Regions from separate parts of the Mus musculus genome. Here regions 2 and 3 are each linked to region 1. Evidence: chromatin contacts called from public Hi-C and HiChIP or PLAC-seq data. All regions are on one chromosome and are shown on one strand. Each heading gives the region's core, a stretch centred on a gene start, on an enhancer-like site or on the middle of the called end of the contact. The rest is flanking DNA. Distances are from core to core; before and after follow the strand shown. Region 1 holds the start of Sdhc (succinate dehydrogenase complex, subunit C, integral membrane protein). Region 2 holds the start of Tstd1 (thiosulfate sulfurtransferase (rhodanese)-like domain containing 1). Region 3 holds the start of F11r (F11 receptor).

Region 1 (3,132 bases), core at 368-2,867:
CTGTGTAGTCCAGGTCACCTGGAACTTGGTATGCTGCCAAGGCTGAGGATGACCTGAGCACCTGACCCACTAAGTACTAGGACTGTAGGCGTGTCAGCAAGCTGGGTTAGAGAGGGTTGGAGCGATGTCTGGGAGGGAGTTCAGGAGCAGAAAGCTGTACTTACTAGAACAATTTTCTACTGATGGACCTTCTTACTAAATTCTAAAAGCTGTTTTCTTTATGTCAGTTTGTTTCTCTTTTACCTGTCTCTGGAGAGTGACTTCAAACTCACGATCCTCTTACCTCAGCCTCCACAGTGCTGGGACTATAGGCACAGCCACTGCTACCAACATGAAACTTATGTTTTGAGGTAGCTGGCACTGAATTGTGTCGCGTCCATCTTGAAGATCAAGAAACACTGCAAAAGAGATTCCTGCACTGAACGGAGGGTTGGATGAGAGAACCTCAAAGGTCCCTAAAAGTCTACAAAGTGCTTTCTTTGTCTAACGTTACAAAAATGCAAAATAATATTATTCATTTGATGAAGGGGGGAAAAAAGCGAATTTGTGCTATTTAAATCCTGAAAGGAAAAAGGCAGGAGAGAGCTAGATTGCTAAATATAAATGGGATCTGAATATTAATACATTCAAAAAGAGATTTGCTACAGAATAAGAGTTGCTCTGGGCTGCCCCCCTTTATTCTTTCTCCCTTTGCCTTGCCACCCCTCAGCGCCCAGGGTCAGGAACTTTGACATTTCATTTCATGTCTTTCTCTCTTTCCTCAGTCGAGAGACTCTGCAACTGATTTCTGTGCTTGGAATCCTCAAAACCGTGGATATACAGTATATATAAATCAAAGCGGGTTCTCCTCCACACCCCTAGGCTCTTGTGGCTGTGGGTGTCACCCACATATCGCTGAAAAAATAAACAAAAGAGCGTTGTCTTTGGCCAGTGGGAGTTTGGTTCGTGCTGCAGCTCAAACCCTGGAATTGCCAGGCCTAAAGGAGGTGGTGAGAAAGGATGCCAACATTGAAAGGGATGGCGGATGGCCCTCTGGCAGCCCACGACACACTCCCTACGGCCCAATTTGGGGTACGGTTTGCTTATCTTGCTGGGGATATGGCTTAAAGGTATAGTGCTTGCCTAACACGGGAGGCACCAAGTTCAGAAGAAGGCCAAACTAGCATTTTTCCTTGGGTGTCTCAGCCAGCTAACTAGGGGATTTTTAAGACAACTTGGAAGGAGGGGGGTGAAGTGAGCCTCTGAAATCCTCAGGGAATAAATAAGCCGGAGAAGTGGCTGCCTGGCAGAGCGAGCCCTACAAAATAAACACTCGGGCAGGTAAACGCACTAACGGTAACCACTCGGCGATTTTGGCCAAAACTTTGACAAACGACGCTAGCTAGAAACTGGCGCGTGAGAGGAAAACCGAAGAACTGAAAAGCAAAGCAAAACAAAAAACTAAAACCAAAAAAAACCAAAAAGAACCCAAAACAAAAAAAGTACCATCCACCAAGCCCGGAACACAAAGGAGGTTCCAGCCTAAAAATTCTGAGGTGTCATATGATAGTCCCCGCCTCCGCCCCGCCGGCTCCGCCCCCAAAGGCAGGGCCACACGGGGGGAGGAGCGATGCGTCATTTCCGTCCAGGCCGGAACTCAAGATGGCTGCGTTCTTGCTGAGGTGACTTTAGCCTGGGGCTAGGAGTCCACGCCCGCGACCGTTGGGGGAACCTGAATTAGTCCCTGAGGGGGTGACAGCGGTGTGTGCCTTGCGGGGACAGGGAAAGGACCTGCGGGTGTGCAGGCCGCGCCCCTGGGATCTTAGCACCCCCTCTTCTCCCCCGGCGGAGAGGCTCGGAAGGGCTTAGAGGTCACACTGTGTGTGGCCGAGTGGCGCGGCTGTCATTGTTTCTGCCTCGCCCACCTCTAAAGCCTCTTCGAAAACTGCTCTTGTGGCCCCAAAAAGCTGCTGTAACTTCGAGATCAGCGGGCCCCTAGGCCTGCAGTTTTGGGGGGACTTAGGGATTGTAGAGGGAGGGGCTCCTTGGAGCACCTACTGGGTGCTTTAACTCCTGGCAATCCTGCTAGCAACCGGTGGAAACTGTCGGGCATCCTAATGCATCCCTCCCAAGCCAAGGTCAATAATAGCATCCACAGTGGGTCTCTTAATGTTGCCCAGGAAATCCACTTTGTTTTGTTTTAATTTTGGTTTTAGCGGGACAATTGGGTGGGTGGGTGTCACCACCTTTCTCTAAAGTGTCCATTTTCTGTCCAGAGAAATAGCTTAGATTTCCCCTTGTTCTGAATTCTTCACTCATTAGCTATCATCCACAGAGCCTTTATAGTTGTAAGGGCTAGTGACATTTCTGGTACAAATCCCAACCCAGTTTTGTGCCAGTCCTATTTTTGGAAATTATTTGTTATGGAAAGTTAGCTTCAGTGCTGTTGAGATTCCAGACCCCGATTCTCCCAAATATGTTTTCATTTCTCTTTCCACTTCTGTCATGCAGTATAAAAATAGAGGGATTCTGTTTAGTCTTTCTTTGTAAAAGTGAGTCTTGGGGAGTTTGGATTGGTTATCTTTATCCTTTATTTTTATCTTGCTGCGCATCCTCATAGCCGAAGGACAGGACCAGGTTTTCCAGAGCTGTATCTTTCATCCCTAATTTTGACCATAATTAAATGCTTTCAAATTCTATGATGTAACACATGCTGGTGAATGTTAGGGCATATCAGGTCAATGGTTTAACATTTAGCTTAAAATGATCATATTGGTTCCAGGCATTTATCTTAGGAGTTTCGGGATTAGTATGTAGAGTCTTCATCTTTGGGTTCTTCCTGGATCTAGCCAGTCTCACATGGAAATTATTTGAAAAGCAAATTCCCAAAGCAGTTTGAGTGTGTTACCTGCCAAGCATTACACTGAGTCCCTGGGAGGGGACTGTGGGTGTGTCCTGCTGTCACCTTCCGTCAGTCAGATATTCTGTCATCCCAGCACTAAGAATTATTTACCTCACCTTCTGTCCTCATGTAGATTGGTTGTGTCTACAAGTAATTTTTTTCCATATTTTTGTGTATGGATTGTACATAAGTAGCTCTCCCCACCCCATTTACCTTAAACCATAGAGTGTAACATACAGAATATTTAAATT
Region 2 (3,309 bases), core at 714-3,213, 270 kb before region 1:
CAGCTGGGGACCAAGGAGCAGGAAGTAGCACACCAGCCTAACACATCAGGCTCTTTGGGCCAAGTTGAGGACCAGCAACAAAAACTTTGTGAGAGAAAGCTCTTCCCCGGAGTGTTACAGTCAGTCAGACAGGCACTCTCAGACTGACCTTTGGTGAAATACCTCATGCACTCTATTCCTTGTAGATAGATAGGACCTTGTAAACATTTGGGGTGGGTTGGAATCTAGAGGCAGATGCTTCCCATTGGCTTGGTCTAAGATGTTAGGGATGCCTCATCTGCATGCGGAAAGACTTTAGGTGTTGTCCCTACATGCCTGATTGTCATAGCCCTCTCAATGGCGTGTCCTGGTCATGGGTTCCAGTGCAGGAACTCCACTCAACCTCACCAGGTTTTCAGTCTGGCAGCACAGTCCTCTGCCCCACAACCTAGCTCCAAGATTATTTTTAAGGCTATTAGGTAACTATTTGATGTGCATTCTGGGCTGGAAACTGCTGTTCAAAGTCAGGTTCAGTTATTCAGGGGACTGCTTTAATTGGGTGGTAGGGACCAGAGGAATGGACAAAGATCCTGAGATAAACAGCACTAGATTAATACTAGAACCATTTTTTTTTGTCCATGTGACAAATTAAATACAACTCATACTTCATTAAGTGTACTTTTTATTTGAGTTTTTCATGTGTGAAGCACTACAAGGATTTGCCTAGCCCAGCAAGGTAGTCTGAGAACAGCCACAAACTGGTGAGCCTTTTATCTAGCCCTGTTTCTCCAGCCACTCTTTATAGGCCCCGGCATAGTTCCGAGCCCTGTGGAGAAAAAGAAATGTTGAGGGAAGGACCGGTCCAGGAGACAGTCCCCAGGCAGCACCCAGCTAGCAAGCCTTCTGTTTGTCATACCCTGTATAGCCAAGACCTTGTGCCAGTTGTGTGGCCTGGAGACCCCGCCTGCCCATCTGACAGAAGAAAATAAGATTCTTGTCTTCTAGCTTTGGCTTCTCAGCACAGTACAGAGTCTGAAAAGCAGCTGGGTCCATGTTCAAGGCGATTTCCAATTCAGACACTGAGAGGGGACAAAAAGGAAAGCCAGGGGTACACCGAGGGGGTGCTGAAAGAGCGGAATCCTGACAGCAGGCAAATTTGCATAGACTGTCCGAATAACATACAGTGGCTGCCCCCACCCCACCCCATCCTCAAAGACAAAGGCGCACAAGTGCAAAGTCAGGCCAGCAAACACTGCCACTTGCTGAGACTTAAGCAGGCAGTGGAGGATCAGGTGGATTAAAGCATCCAGCTTCAGGGAAGTCGGCATTCAGATGGGGACCTGCCCCTCTGGCCACCTGCTATCCCCTCAAACTGGATAAGCTAGTTCCGCTGCCAGCATGTCTCCATTTAGCCTTTCTCTAGGGAACCTGAGGGCTGGCTTGAGCAAATATAAGGCCCTATGTCTACCAGCACCGTCCCCACAGCATACTAAATGAGGCTCCTTTAGTTAAGCCCATCATGGACTGTTCCTTTGCCAACAAGGGAAATCTTATACCAGGGATGTTGAGTGCCCCAGGAATGGTACCAGCTGCTGCCTCCTCTGGAGATCGAACGTCGAAGAGCCTGGCCCTGCCTGAGGCTACGAGTGAACGGAGCTCAGAGAAGGAGACTGTAGGCACTGGGGAAGAGGGCATGAAAAGTCTTGAGGGCCGCGGGACCACAAGACACTTGTGGCTGCTACACCCCCACCCCGGCAGCAGCTTCCCAGCCCAGTGGTGCTGTTTGAGACCCGCAGCCACACCCCATTCTCCTCTCTCCACAAACAGCCCTTCCCAGGGGACCAGCATCGTCAGCCTCACATCCAGGGGGTTCTCAGGTACCTCCAGCCATGGTTCCTGCAGCCGCACTTGTGTGACTGTGACGCAGAACTGCAAGCCGAAGCATCTCCCTCACCCTCCCAGAGCCCAACCAGAGACCGGAACCGGAAGCAAGGGCATGGCCCCTGGAGTATACACACACAGAGTCCAATCGCACCAGTTGGTGATACCTGTAACACTCGCACACAGTTGAAACCTTTATAGACTGCCCAGGTTAGGCCGGAAATTTCACCCAGGTTTGGCACAGGCACCAGGACTCTGGGTAATGAGTATAGGAACAGCAGCACCCCACTCAAAGGTTGACCCAGCCCTTACTGGTCAAAGAGTAATATGCACTCTCCCTTCCCCCAGGGCCCCAAAAAGGAGGAAGACAGACAACTGTGGCTCTAAACAATTTTATCTTTAAAAAAAAAAAAAAAAAAAAAAGGAAAGAAATAAAAAGACCCATCCCTGGAGCAGGGAAGGCTCTCAGTGAACCCACCCCTGCCTACAGTTCTCCCTGGCTCCAGAGCCTTCCGTAGGGGCCTCGGCTGCTCATTGGGCCCCCTTCTACTCCTGGGATAGCAGCCAGCTAGCATCCTTTCCCACCTCTTGAGTAAGCCTGCTTCCCAGAGTACTCAGGTACGCATCTTAACTTCTGCTCCAGAGAAAGGAAGAGCCAGTGGAAGTACTAGGCCCGCAGTCCCTCTCTCAGGCACTCCAAGCGAGCACACGGCAAGCCCAGATTCAGTGTGTCCAGTGTCCAGCAAGGAGACAGCACATGCAGTGTGCCGAAGGCGCACCAGACCCGGGGACTGCACAGAGGGAGCAGGCCGGGCTGTCAGTGCACGCCCACACTGTTTGTTTCACACCACTCACTGCAGACTGCCACGCCACAGGGCCTCAGTTCAAAAACACACTTGCCAAACTCCCCCGAGTCCCATGCCAGAGGAGGCAGTGAAGGAGAGGGGCATGGGGTTAGCCTGTTGCTCCTGGGCCGGCTGCAGTCCTTGGCCCAAAGCCCCTGAGTCCCCAGAGTTAGTTGCTGTCATTCTTGATGACGACCTCGAGTCCGTGGTGCCGAAGCTGAGCTCGCAGGAGCAGGTTCTTGTTCTTGAGATCTTCCACCTGCACGGAGAGGAAATGATGAGGAAAAACAAGATTGACACCGCTAAGCCATGAACTCAGCCCCACAGCCACAGCCAAGAGGGACAATGGCAAGTGTTTTCCAGGGACTCCAAACTGGGTCAGTGGCTACGGGGCTGCCAAGGGGGCCATCCTGGAGTTAGTCTGACCTGTTGCCGGAGCACATCGTTGTCCAGCTGCAACTGATCTAACCCCTGCAGCTCTTCAGACAGCCGGTGGTTGCTCTGCCGCAGCTCCTGGATATAATCACAGGCTTTGGACAGGATTCCACCTTTACTCTGGCCAGACTTGGTGCTCTCCATAGAGCAGTCTGGGATGATTTTGGAC
Region 3 (2,877 bases), core at 47-2,546, 290 kb before region 1:
ATGATTGTTCTCCAAAAAGGTTACCAAAACGAACTGCCTTTAGAAGACAGCGATACTGACTGTAATGGTTTATTTCCTTTATCCTCTCTAAAATACTAACCGTGAAGGGAAACAGATTCATACGGAACACATTCCAACAACAGGAGTGTGTGACACTCAGGAACCAGACATAGCACACCCAAGTCCCTGGGTTTGGTCCTCGGCTCCGAAGGGTGGTGGCGGCAGGGAAAGGAGACAGATAAATATACAGGTGCTGACACACACTGACCAAGGGAACAAACCAACCTACCTCACACTCAACCTCATACAAACACACCTCGAGATAGTCATGCCCCAGCATGCGAGCCTGGCTGTTTCTCAGGAAAAGGAGTCGACAAAGAAACAAAAAAACTCTCATTCCGGGCAAGGGGGAGGGCAGAGTTCTGGCTCTAAGGAGATCCAGCCAACCAATAGACCTACTCTTGCCCCAGGGAATCCTTACTCCGTCAACAACCTTAATTAACGACTCTTTGCTACCTAGTCAAGAAAGGAATTCTGAATCTGAGAAATTTTAGAGAATTCATTTCTTCTTCAGACGCCGAACCTCGGCATTAATCCCAGAAGGTCTACTACTTAACAAGAGGAAGAAACCCTTCTACAAAAGCCAGGAAAAGAAATCTTCCCTACCCAGCCCACCCCCCTCCTCATTACATTTCCTTCTAGGGCACTTGAGCCAAGGGAGTCCGGGTGAGAGGCTCAAGGTTTCTCTGAGATCTCCGAGAATGTCGGAAGGGCAGGATAGACCTTCCCAGACGTATACTATGGAGAAGAACGGCTAGCGAAATAGTTGGGTTTGGGGAGGGTCCTCGGGTCGTTAGGGGAGACCCAGAACCATGGACCCTCCCGGGTTATTTTTGGTGCTTCCGCAGAGAGGGTACTCCCGGCACCGAGTGGGAGGTAGGGTCACAGATCACCGGCTTGGGCGAAGGGAGCCAGCCAGTCTCCCGGTGGGGGAGGGGAACGGAGAGTGACCAGACCCGGGCGGAAAAGTGGACTCCCAGGGCGAGGCAGGCAGGCAGGTTTCTGGACTCCTCCCTTCCCGTCGGCGCGTGGGGATCGTCCTCTTCCAGCCTCTCCCCGGACCCACCTAATCCTCCAAAAACTCTAGGAACTCACCCAGGATCATAGACGTGAAGAGAAACAACAGTTTCCTCCCGGCTTTCCCCTCGGTGCCCATTACAGTTACAATCCCGACGCGACGGGCACAGCAACTCCAATGGGAACAGCCTCGCGATCCACTGCCCTGGGCTGGACTCTAGCAGCCAGGTTAAGCCCGGCCCGCCTTTCTCTCCACGCCCGGTGGGCGGCGCCCGGCTTCCCCGCGTTCCGATTGGTGAAAAGAGAGGGAGCTCCGATGAGTGACTCACCGTACGCAGGTGCAACCCCGAACTTTCCTCCTTCTTGAGTCCGATTGGTGGCTTTCACCTCTAGAGACCTCTGGTTGGCCCAGGAGACTGTCGCTTAAAGAAACCAAGGCCTCCTCTTCGGCAGGTAAGGGCATCCCAATTGGGCAGCAAGGCATGCAGATAGAGCCTTTCGGACTGCCAGGCCCTCGATAGTCATCTCTAAAGAGAAGGTGAGTAAGGTCACTGCCTGTGAGATGCAGGAATGTGCTTGGTTGATTTCTCTTCCATTACTTTTCAATTGCTTGATGGTGCAGAATCTTTGGTCCCCTCCCCCTTGGTAAGTGAAAAACACAAATTAATATAGGAAGGTGTAGGGAGAGGGTTGAGACAAGAGAGACATCTTGACTATCCCAAACTGGGTTGCTCTCAAAAAGAAACCTACATAGACGGATACAGGAAGCATCCAGATAATAAAAGCTGACCCATACTTCTTGGGAGGACTGGGAATATGTCTTTTATACATACACATAGGATCTATGTCAGCAGCTCCTTTGCTGGGCCTTACATTTGGATTAGCTTTTGTTTTCTAGACCAGGGCTAGCTATGTCGCTGAGGCTGGCCTCAAACTGTGGATCTTCCTATAAAAATGGCTATGCCAAGAGGTATGTAAGTACAGAAAGATTGGGGGCTCAGCCTTAGGTATCTAATAAGCCGTAGACCAGCCTGGGATTCATGAGACCCTTTCTCAGAGGAAGGGAAGGGGGTGGGAGGGGAGGAGGAGAAGGATAGAAAGGGGGAAAAAACCCAACCTAGTGTTTATGCTTGTAATCCCAGGACTGTAAAAGACAGGGACAGCAGGATTAGGAGTTTAAGGCTATCCTTGACAAGGTAGCAAATCAGAGAATAGCCTAAGCTACAAGAGACCCCATTTCAAAAATAAAACAGGCTGGAGAGATGACTTAGCAGTTAAGAGTGCATGCTACACTGGGCTTGGTAGCCCATGCTTTTAATCCCGGCACTGGGGAGGCAGAAGCAGGTAGATCTTTGTGAGTTCAAGACCAGCCTGATCTACATTGTGAGTTCCAGGACAGCCAGAGATGCAGTGTGAGACCCTGTCTCAAAAAACCACCACCAACAGCAACAACAATCAGCAAGTTTACCAAGCATCTCCTGGATGAGACTGGAAAGTATAAATAAATTAAAACAACATTTCTGACTTCAAGGTTGGCAGTTAAAATAAACAGGACAGTGTGTAACCAAGAAAGAAACTTTGTACTACTAAACTGAAACAAATATTTGGGTATCTGCCAAGGGCAAACTTGTTATTCACCCTCAAAGAAAGTTGAAGTCCTAAACTGAGACTTATACACAGTTTTGGCATTTGTTTGGCCTGATCTTGCTTTAGCCCAGGCTGCTCTGCAACTCACATATGGCCCCAAATATCCTTGAACTTAGGACGTCTCAGCCTCCCTGAATACCAAGATTACAGTAT

Evidence for each region. Hi-C and Micro-C count contacts between places; a contact is called where the count stands out from the background. HiChIP or PLAC-seq counts read pairs in DNA pulled down with a chosen protein or histone mark.
Region 2: a contact with region 1 is called in a Hi-C map of muscle stem cells, with 3 times the contacts expected there. The contact joins the promoter of Tstd1 here to the promoter of Sdhc in region 1. A contact is called at or near these places in 1 of 39 promoter capture datasets (pre-B cells), 13 of 484 Hi-C or Micro-C datasets (the G1E-ER4 cell line, LSK cells, the P5424 cell line and 6 more), 9 of 115 datasets of contacts at active chromatin or transcription factors (the HPC-7 cell line, the SCID.adh cell line, embryonic stem cells and 1 more) and 5 of 9 other capture datasets (adipose tissue, embryonic stem cells, liver and 2 more).
Region 3: an H3K27ac HiChIP or PLAC-seq map of microglia shows a contact between it and region 1, with 4 times the contacts expected there. The contact joins the promoter of F11r here to the promoter of Sdhc in region 1. A contact is called at or near these places in 1 of 484 Hi-C or Micro-C datasets (embryonic stem cells), 3 of 115 datasets of contacts at active chromatin or transcription factors (embryonic stem cells, microglia and pancreatic cancer cells) and 2 of 9 other capture datasets (adipose tissue and liver).

What each region holds. Positions count from the first base shown.
Region 1 is chr1:171,149,088-171,152,219 of GRCm38.p6, reverse strand. Sdhc (succinate dehydrogenase complex, subunit C, integral membrane protein) reads left to right here and starts at 1,617. Exons shown (of 6, transcript NM_025321.3): 1 at 1,617-1,661. The coding sequence starts at 1,642. It also overlaps a transcript of Mpz not described here.
Region 2 is chr1:171,417,687-171,420,995 of GRCm38.p6, reverse strand. Tstd1 (thiosulfate sulfurtransferase (rhodanese)-like domain containing 1) reads right to left here and starts at 1,963. Exons shown (of 4, transcript NM_001164525.1): 1 at 1,861-1,963; 2 at 1,536-1,658; 3 at 896-1,058; 4 at 644-805. The coding sequence starts at 1,924. The coding sequence ends at 754. Usf1 (upstream transcription factor 1) reads right to left here. Exons shown (of 10, transcript NM_001305676.1): 9 at 3,132-3,309; 10 at 2,237-2,964. The coding sequence ends at 2,875.
Region 3 is chr1:171,435,980-171,438,856 of GRCm38.p6, reverse strand. F11r (F11 receptor) reads right to left here and starts at 1,296. Exons shown (of 10, transcript NM_172647.2): 1 at 1,156-1,296. The coding sequence starts at 1,216. It overlaps Gm26641 (predicted gene, 26641), which reads left to right and starts at 1,535. Exons shown (of 2, transcript NR_151523.1): 1 at 1,535-1,615.